Linked DNA regions of Anas platyrhynchos: region 1 is linked to region 2. The links are chromatin contacts, called in public Hi-C maps. All regions are on one chromosome and are shown on one strand. Each heading gives the region's core, a stretch centred on a gene start, on an enhancer-like site or on the middle of the called end of the contact. The rest is flanking DNA. Distances are from core to core; before and after follow the strand shown. Region 1 holds the start of CDKAL1 (CDKAL1 threonylcarbamoyladenosine tRNA methylthiotransferase). Region 2 has its middle 11 kb from the start of MBOAT1.

Region 1 (3,886 bases), core at 574-3,073, 60 kb after region 2:
GTGGCCATAGCTAAGCTTTCTTACCACAGTCATCTGGTTCCCGTGCCACCTGCTGGGGCATTACCAGCAGCCTCTGTGCAGCTTGATCACTTTTTATGAATATGCTACAAAAGCAATTGAGACTTGCAAGCTTCAAAAGCACTTACAGGGTTCCCTCCATGTTGTGGCTACATCCTAGGACTGAATAGGACTGTGCTGGCACAAGGGCTGCTTGATATTACGAATTCTTGGCAGTGGGACAAAGTAAGGGCTCTGCCGGATCATGCTGAAACTGATCAGCATGGCCTATTTCTGTCACTAGGTATGGGACTCGCAGAGAGCTGCTGTTATTCCTACCCGGGAGCTGCTCTGGGAGCTCCCTGCCTCCCCTTAATAAATACCGTCCTGTGAATCTTGGCCATCTGGAGATTTTGGATAGGTCTCACAGGCTATCTATGCTCTGCTCTTTTAGTCGACCACAAAATAGTGCTGATGTCTGCCCAGTTTTGTTTAACCACAGGGCTAACTAACACTTGGCTAGTCAAGATAACTGTGGGGTAGGGCAGTGATCCCAGAATAGAAAAGTTTAATTCAAGGACTGCAAATGAAATAACTATAAAAAAAATAAAATAAAAAACACAGGAAACTGGAAAGGGAAGAGAATCCCTAACCCGCTAGGAAAGCAGTTAATATACAAAGATTGGTAATACATATATCACTATGTACTGACATACCAAGGACTACTTACACTGTACTGTGAAGGAGGATGTCTAAAATAGATTAACACATCTACTGATTTTAAGATAATTATCTTCTGGGCTAAAAATGCTGCAAAAATGATGAGTTACACATCACGGTGTCTTATGGAGAGTATCTCTGCAAAGTACATGCGTGTTTAAACAAGGATCAATCATGAAGGCAAGTGTATGTTAAACTGTAACCATGACTTTATCATAAGGCTAGATGATATTAAGAGTGCCTTAGTCCTGCCTAGAATGATTTGGTAGTAAAGCTTGATTCCAGTTAAGTGCTTCTTCCTTTCCATCCCAGTTTTCCTTTTCAAATGTCTCCCATTACTTTGTTGTTATTATCTTTTTTGTTGTTGTTTTTATTGTTTGCTTGCCAGTGAATGTTGCCAGATAAGAGTGACATAAAATAAGCACCATTTTTAAGAAAAAGGAGGAGGAGGAGGGGAAGCGATATTCATAGCAAGAAGTTGCCAAATTTTAGCAGACCAGTGGGCCTATTAAGGAATACACTTGGGGCTCTCATTCCCTTCCCCTCCAGGTGAGGGGGCCTACAAGCTGCTATCTGCAGTGAAATAATGGTTCGATGGGCTTGTAAAGAGAGCAGCTTAACATGTGAAAGATGATTACAAAGATGGCAGGTCTTATAATTCGAAGCAGGACACAGGGGGGAACCCCAGAAAATAAAGGTGCCATATAAAGTAACTTTTTAGGCTGTGTGCATTAAGAACAGAGCAATGGCATTGTAATGCTTTGGTCTGCAAGGAAACTGATCTCAAAATTGGTTTGGCTGCTCGGGGTCCCACATGTAGTGGTGAGCGTGGACACATGCTGAAGCGCATATTCCGAAATACGGATGGGGAAGGTTGCTCCTAGAGCTAGACTGGGGAAAAACAGCGCCAGGAACCTCAGCCATACAGAGTTAAGTGTGTTAACCAACGTCGTATGAACTGATTTTAAAGGAAAAGACCCAAATATCGTTGGATTTGAGTGTACAGTGGACGCCAAACACAAGCCCTAACAGCGTTAGGCTTTGAAGGCTGATGGAACCCCAGCGCCCTCAGGGCGGCCGCGCCCCGCCGCACTCTTTTGCCCTCCGCCGGCCGCCGTCGCGGCCCCTCCCACCCGCGCGCGGCGGCTGGCGGTGTGGGCGGGGCGGCCGGGCCGTGATGGCGGAGCCCGGCTGAGGTGAGCGGCGCGCGCGGGCGGTTGGCGGCCGTTAGCGCCGGGAGCCCCCTGGGGAGGGGGAGGTCGGGGTGCCGCTGGCCTCTTTGGCCGCCTGGCACGCTGCTGGCTCGGTTCAGGCCCCCGTCAGGCAGCACCCCCGGGTCTTTCCCTCCGCGCAGCTTCCCAGCCCCTCCGCCCCCAGCCTGTGGCGCGGCGTGGGGTGGTTGTGGCCACACTGCGGGACCCGGTGCTTGGCCGTGTTGAGCCTCATCCCCTTGGCCTCTGCCCATCCACCCATCCTGCCCAGGTCTCTCTGCAGGGCCTTCCTACCCTCCTGCACATCGGTACTTCACCCCCAGCTTGGTGTCCACTGCAGATAACTAAGGGTGTGCTCAATTCCCTCATCCAAATCATCAGCAAAGGTATTAAAGAGCATGGGCCTCAGCACCGACCCCTGTGGAGCACCGCTCCTGACCGGTCACCAGCTGGATTTTACTCCGTTCACCACCACTCTCTGGGCCCATGATTGCCCACAAGATGACCTGTTCCATCACCTTTCCTAGCACCAAGCTCAGGCTGACAGGCCTGAAGTTCCCCAGGTCCTCCTTACCACCCTTCTTATAGATGGGTGTCACGTTAGCAAGTCTCCAGTCATCTGGCACCTCTCTGGATGACCGTGACCGCTGGTAGATGATGGAAAGCGGCCCATCAGTCACATCCACCAGCTCCCTCAGCACCCTCGGGAGGATCCCATTTGGCCCCATGGACTTGTGATGGCCCAGGTGGAGCAGCAGGTCTCTATAACTGTTTGCACCTGAACTGTCTGGGCATTCTGCTCCCCATCCCAGACTTCCAGGTCAGGTGGCTGAGTACCCCAAGGATAATTGGGCTGGCTAGTAAAGACAGATGTAAAGAAGGCATTAAGAACCTCAGCCTTTTCCTTATCTTTAGTAATCATGTTTTCCCCTGTATCCAGTAAAGAACGGAGATTCTTCTTGGCTCTCTTCTTGCCATTAATATATTTATAAAAACATTTTTTGTTATCCTTGACTATAGCGGCCACGTTGAGCTTGTGGTGGGCTTTAGCCTTTCTGATTTTTTCTCTGCATATGCTGGCAACTTCCTTGTACTCTTCCCCGAGCTGCCTGTCCCTTCTCTCATAGGACATAAACTCTCTTTTTCTCCTAAATATACAGCAAAAGTTCCCTGTTCAGCCATGCCAGTCTTCTTCCTCGTTGGCTCAACTTAGGGCACGTGGGAGCAGCTTGCTTCTGCACCTTGAAGACTCCCTACTTGCGGAATGTCCAGCTTTCCTGGACCCCTTTGCCCTTGAGGACAGACTCCCAAGGGACCCTCTCTACCAGTGTCCTGAACGATTCAGTCTGCCTTCCGAAATTCCATAATAATAAAAAGTTGTGAATGCCTTTAGCTAAATTTTACTGTTAAACAAACTCTTGAAGGAAATTAAGTTTATGAAAGTGTGTTCTTCTTGTCAGTCTGTCCCTTTCCCTTCTTATGATCCAAATTTTAAACTCCTGTTTGAAGACTTAAAAAATCTGGAGGAGGAGAAATCTGAAAGGATACATCAGACTCTCACAAAAATATGATTCTATAAAACAAGGACAAGAAGATTACAGTCTGGGTGAAGAACGGGGGAAATTCGGCAACTGTTGCAGCTTGTCAGTCAGTCAGCAGGTGTACCCCATCTTATCCTCTGGAGGCTTTAAGCATGTCAAAGTAGAAAACAGATTTCTGCAATGGCAGGATGAGTACTTAATGGGCGGTAACTTCCACTCATGGTTTTCTGTCTGATAGTTGTGGTAGTTCATGCTGTATCTTTTTTTTTTTCTTATTTTTTTTTTTTTCTCCAGGTTTATCATCCAAAGGGATTTCGGTCGTGCTTAAAAAGGTATGAATTTAGTTGGCTGTGTTCTTTCTTTTGTGGGCCGTGGAAATATATTAAGCTTATTTGTTTTGCAAGCTGTTCCGTTGTA
Region 2 (4,438 bases), core at 1,805-4,304:
AAAGTTTCCTTTCCTCTATAGCACCGTTAAAATCCCTGGCCAGATATAGGGTTTCTTCATATAAGGTCACTGCAGGGGCAAACCAGCTTCTCCTGTGGATGACCCAATTACTGCGGTGGCAGATGGGCGAGTGTGCAATGCACTTGCCAGCTGACTGCTTGCAAATATGGTTTTAAACAGATATCACAATTTGCTACACAGGAACTGACAAATTGCATTCTACCTGACAGAATATGATACAGATCTGTCATAGTGACAGCATTCTGTACACTTAATGAAAAAATCTCCTTTTTCAAACCATGCATAGCCAAGTTTGGCAATGCTGGTGATCACCATTACATAGTTATTGAACTCCTGGACTTCCCTTTGCAGTCTGCAGCTTGCCTGAGTTCTCCCTGTAAGAAAGACTTAAAGGCTCCTGATTTAATCTAAGTTTATCTTATCTAGTTACATTGCAGATACATCTCATGCATTGCTGCTCTAGCTCCTTGCTGACAGCCACTATGGGTGTCATATATGGGACCAGAAAAATGAAAAGGCAGTGGGATAGTTTCTGAAAAAGAGCAATACTCTGTAATCCAGTCCCAAATCCCCATGTTTGCAGGCAAAGCCCTTCCCTCAGCCACCACAGAGGAGCTTATTCAGTGGCTGTGCTGTCATTGCCTGGCTGTCCCCACAAAGCACTCTGACTCCTGTGATGTGCAGAGAACACAATAGTGTGCCATGCAGAATTAATATTGCTGAAACTTTGTTACTCTGGGTATCCCTGCTCAATAGTCCCTATTTCCCCTTTCTATTGGATTTGCCAATAGTTTCCACATGCCCCTACACTGTAGATTTAACAGTGAGAGAGGTAAAGAAGAGCAAGGCTTTTTGTCCTTTCCACATTGGCAAGCCATGGCTCTGCACAGTGATTTTTCCTACTGCAAGGTATTTCTGGGCATGGGAGTGGAAGGGTGGGTTGGTAACAGCATCCCAGGGTTTTACATCAGGCTTTTGGAACACTAAAACTATCCTGTGCTCTACGGGATGGTAAAGCACAACCTAATGCCACAATGCCTATTCTAGTTTGCTCAATTCAGCTCATGTTGGGTGTGCAGATAGATTATGAGCTGACTCCTTGCTCAAACTGTTGCTTTGGTTCCTCACATGTGCTGGAATCTTGAAATTAAAAATTCTTTTCCAAAGTCCACATTAGTTGTATTAAGATCCCTGCAGATATAACATCCATTTTCGTGTACAGTGAAGAGCACAAAATGCAGAGATAACTTTTATATTTCCAAAGGACACAATGGAAAGAAAACAAGAAGTGAAAATCCATAAATGATGGTGTGTGACTATAGTTAAAGATTGTGTTTGACTTATTTTTTTACACAGTGTGAAATTATGTAACAAAGGAGACAGATCGTCTAAAACAATGAGAATTGTTAACTGACAGTCTCTTCTTGGAAACAGTGCAACATGTGCCCATGCTACTTTCATTTCAAAACTGCTTCACCTACCTTGAGTACACTGTTTCTTTTCAGAGCCCACTCCATACAACACTGCAGCAAAAAAATGCTTTCCAGAAACATGGAGACATACAGGAAAGAATGAGTCAAAATAGGGAATCCCAATTTTAACTTTCTCTATTTGGTTAGATCTAAAAAAGATGGTTATTCTCCCCACACTGCTTCATCTCAAAATATCAAGAACTCAGTTGACTGCTTTTGTCCTCTGTTTCTTCTAATGTGATAAAGGGGGGATAATTGAAATATTTCTGCTGAAAAATAAAGCTGGAGACTTTCTAGTGCTTGAAATTCATGTCTGAATTCAAGACTGCAAATGGGAAAAGCAGGACACTACATACTTGGAAATACTTGCTGCTCCAAGCAAGTATTTCAAGAGCCATTTAACAGATAGAGTGTAAAGAGGAAAGTAAATTTTAAGTTGTTGTAAGTGAATGTTGTATGTTATACATGGCCACAAGTAGAAGAGTAGAAACTTCCAGATGGTTAGCAGACTTCCTGAGAAGCAAATGATTGACCAGATGGGCTACTAACAAATAGAAATGGATTAGCTGTTTTTTTAAAAGCTGCACTGATTGTTTATGTTGACTGTTTAAACTATGTACATGCCTTTGGCCTATGGAAACATGAGATCCTTGAGCTTCAGGAAGGGCTCTGATGTGTGTTTAATAGAACAGATGAGGACAAAAGTGTTAATTCTGCTTTACTCCAAACTAGTCATCATATTCTGCTACTCATATATATATACAGTATGTATTTTTATATATATACTGCTACTTAGGTTAAACTGTTCTATTTCTCTCTCATAAATTGTTTTTAGAATTAGATGGATATTTCATGGAAGACTTTGCTGAGAATACAGAATTGACTAGGCAAAGCTTCTGCATAGTACTATCTGCATTTTCAAGTGCTGTTTTCACTGCCAGATAGCTCCATCTTGACATTGCCCCTTTGTAGTTTACAGTGAACTGGCTCAGGATATTCCCTTATTAAGGCTTTTTTGATCTTGAGAAACCCTCCAAACTCAAAGAAACCTGCCCTAAAGAATAAGATCCCGAAGCCTGAATGTCACCATTAAGTGTCTGATCCATAGCAGCTCTGTAGTTATATGCTGGAGAATACATGTACATATTTAAGAAAAAGAATGCTATATTAACTACAAAATGGAGAGTACTTGGAGAGAAAAAAAAAAAAAAAAAGTTAAAAAAAATGAAAAATAATAAAGGGATAGCAATACAATATAGAATTTAAAAAAGATTAAAACATACAAAAATATTAGGAAATTAAGGTCATTGTATTGCTATTTACAAAAAGAAAGATACTTATGCAGACCTTTGTTAGTTTTACATTCTGAAATTATTATATTTTGGGTTATTATTAAATGAAGATAGTAGAATTATTACAAGTTTGTAAATAAGAAGTCACTTCTTGTAATGTGTGTGGACAGCACAGATTTGCCTGACTAGAATTACTTGCAAGGACAGGGCACTTGTACAGAGTGATCTTAGTCATTCTGGGGTGACCTGGACCTTTTCAAACAAACAATAGCAAAACATAGTACTGAAACAAGAAACACAGGCTCTGCCTACAACATGAGAGACTGTAGACTGCACAAAGGTGAACAAAGTTTTCAAGTGTGATGCTGAGACTTGGTATGAGCTGGAAATTAGTGCAGAGAAAAAAGGTAAGAGGGAGGGAACTGAGAACTAAGACTACAACAGAAGTCCACATAACTGCATTAAGCTATCCTTATTTAAAAGGATGTTGAAAATGGGTGTTGATGCAGAAAAGAACAGCATTATTATGCCTTATGAACAGAGAACTGGAAAATACCATGTTATAAAAACTAAGCTTGATCACAGTGTATAAGTACCTTCTGAAGCAGAAAGAACTGAATCACCATGGACTAGCAGGAATAAATAAATAAATAAATATATAAAAAATCAGTGACTGGAACTTGCAGCCATGTATTCCAAAGCAGTAAACTCAAATGGTTCCCTTCCATATAAATAAATTCAATCCCAACTCCCCCCTTCGCACCTCCTCACCTTCCACCCCTCTCCTGTATGGGGAATGTTCCATCTCTTTTGATTTTAAAATTAAGTTTAAATTCCTTTCCAGGAACTGCAGTTTTGCATTCTATTAAAGCACAAGCCATTGGGTGGACATGTCAGTGAAATTAGGAGTCCATAATACCCTGCAAAACAGTGGTTATGATTCAGATGCTTTACCAGGAAGGGGCCTGCACCCAGAATGATTCCTGAACCATGCCCATAAACCTTTAGAGAGAATGGTGAAGGTGTGCAGAAGTGTTCCTAGATACTGTTACTTTCTCTGTAACACATAAATCTCTGGACAGATAACCTTATTTGAGATTTTGCTGGTAGGTAGTAGCAAGCTATATTGCTCAGCATCAACTTTTTTAACATATTCTGCTAGCATTCCTGTGAAATCAGTACTCACTGAATTACTCACTGACCTTGTACTTGTGCTAGCACAAACAATTTTTTTAAAACCTAAAATACAAACAGCATTAGTAGGCAACAGCAAGGAAAGCTAGCTATTCAAAAAGCTTGACTGCGCTTAGTTATTCCATTTGTAAGTTTTTTCTCAGTGGCAATACGTGCTTTAATACACAACAATGACAGTGGATGTAGAGGGTTTCTAAGGCACAGCTGAGAAGAATTGGATATGTATCTTTTCATTTGCTTGTTGTTGTTTTGCACAGTTGTTCTGGTAGGTGACTAATGCTTTTGTGACTTGAAAGAGAAGTGACAGTGAACTGAAGTGTATGTATAAGGTTATGACCGTTGCATCTGGGAAAAAAATATCTATAATTTATTATCACTGAGCTTATAATCAGAAGATTGTTCGTGCTGTCTACCACGATGCTTCCATCTCAAAGTCACATCTGATGTGATCTAGTCAAG

Evidence for each region. A called contact is a pair of places that touch in the nucleus more often than the background predicts.
Region 1: a Hi-C map of skeletal muscle shows a contact between it and region 2, with 3 times the contacts expected there. The contact joins the promoter of CDKAL1 here to the enhancer-like site in region 2. A contact is called at or near these places in 2 of 8 Hi-C or Micro-C datasets (liver and skeletal muscle).

Annotation. Positions count from the first base shown.
Region 1 is chr2:109,230,162-109,234,047 of IASCAAS_PekinDuck_T2T, forward strand. It overlaps CDKAL1 (CDKAL1 threonylcarbamoyladenosine tRNA methylthiotransferase), which reads left to right and starts at 1,824. Exons shown (of 18, transcript XM_072033334.1): 1 at 1,824-1,913; 2 at 3,764-3,801.
Region 2 is chr2:109,169,252-109,173,689 of IASCAAS_PekinDuck_T2T, forward strand. No RefSeq gene overlaps it. Among named protein-coding and RNA genes, the nearest start is that of MBOAT1, 11 kb to the left of the region's middle. Within about 2 kb of position 3,055, at least 1 of the 8 cell types and tissues checked has an H3K27ac peak or open chromatin away from gene starts, as enhancers often do.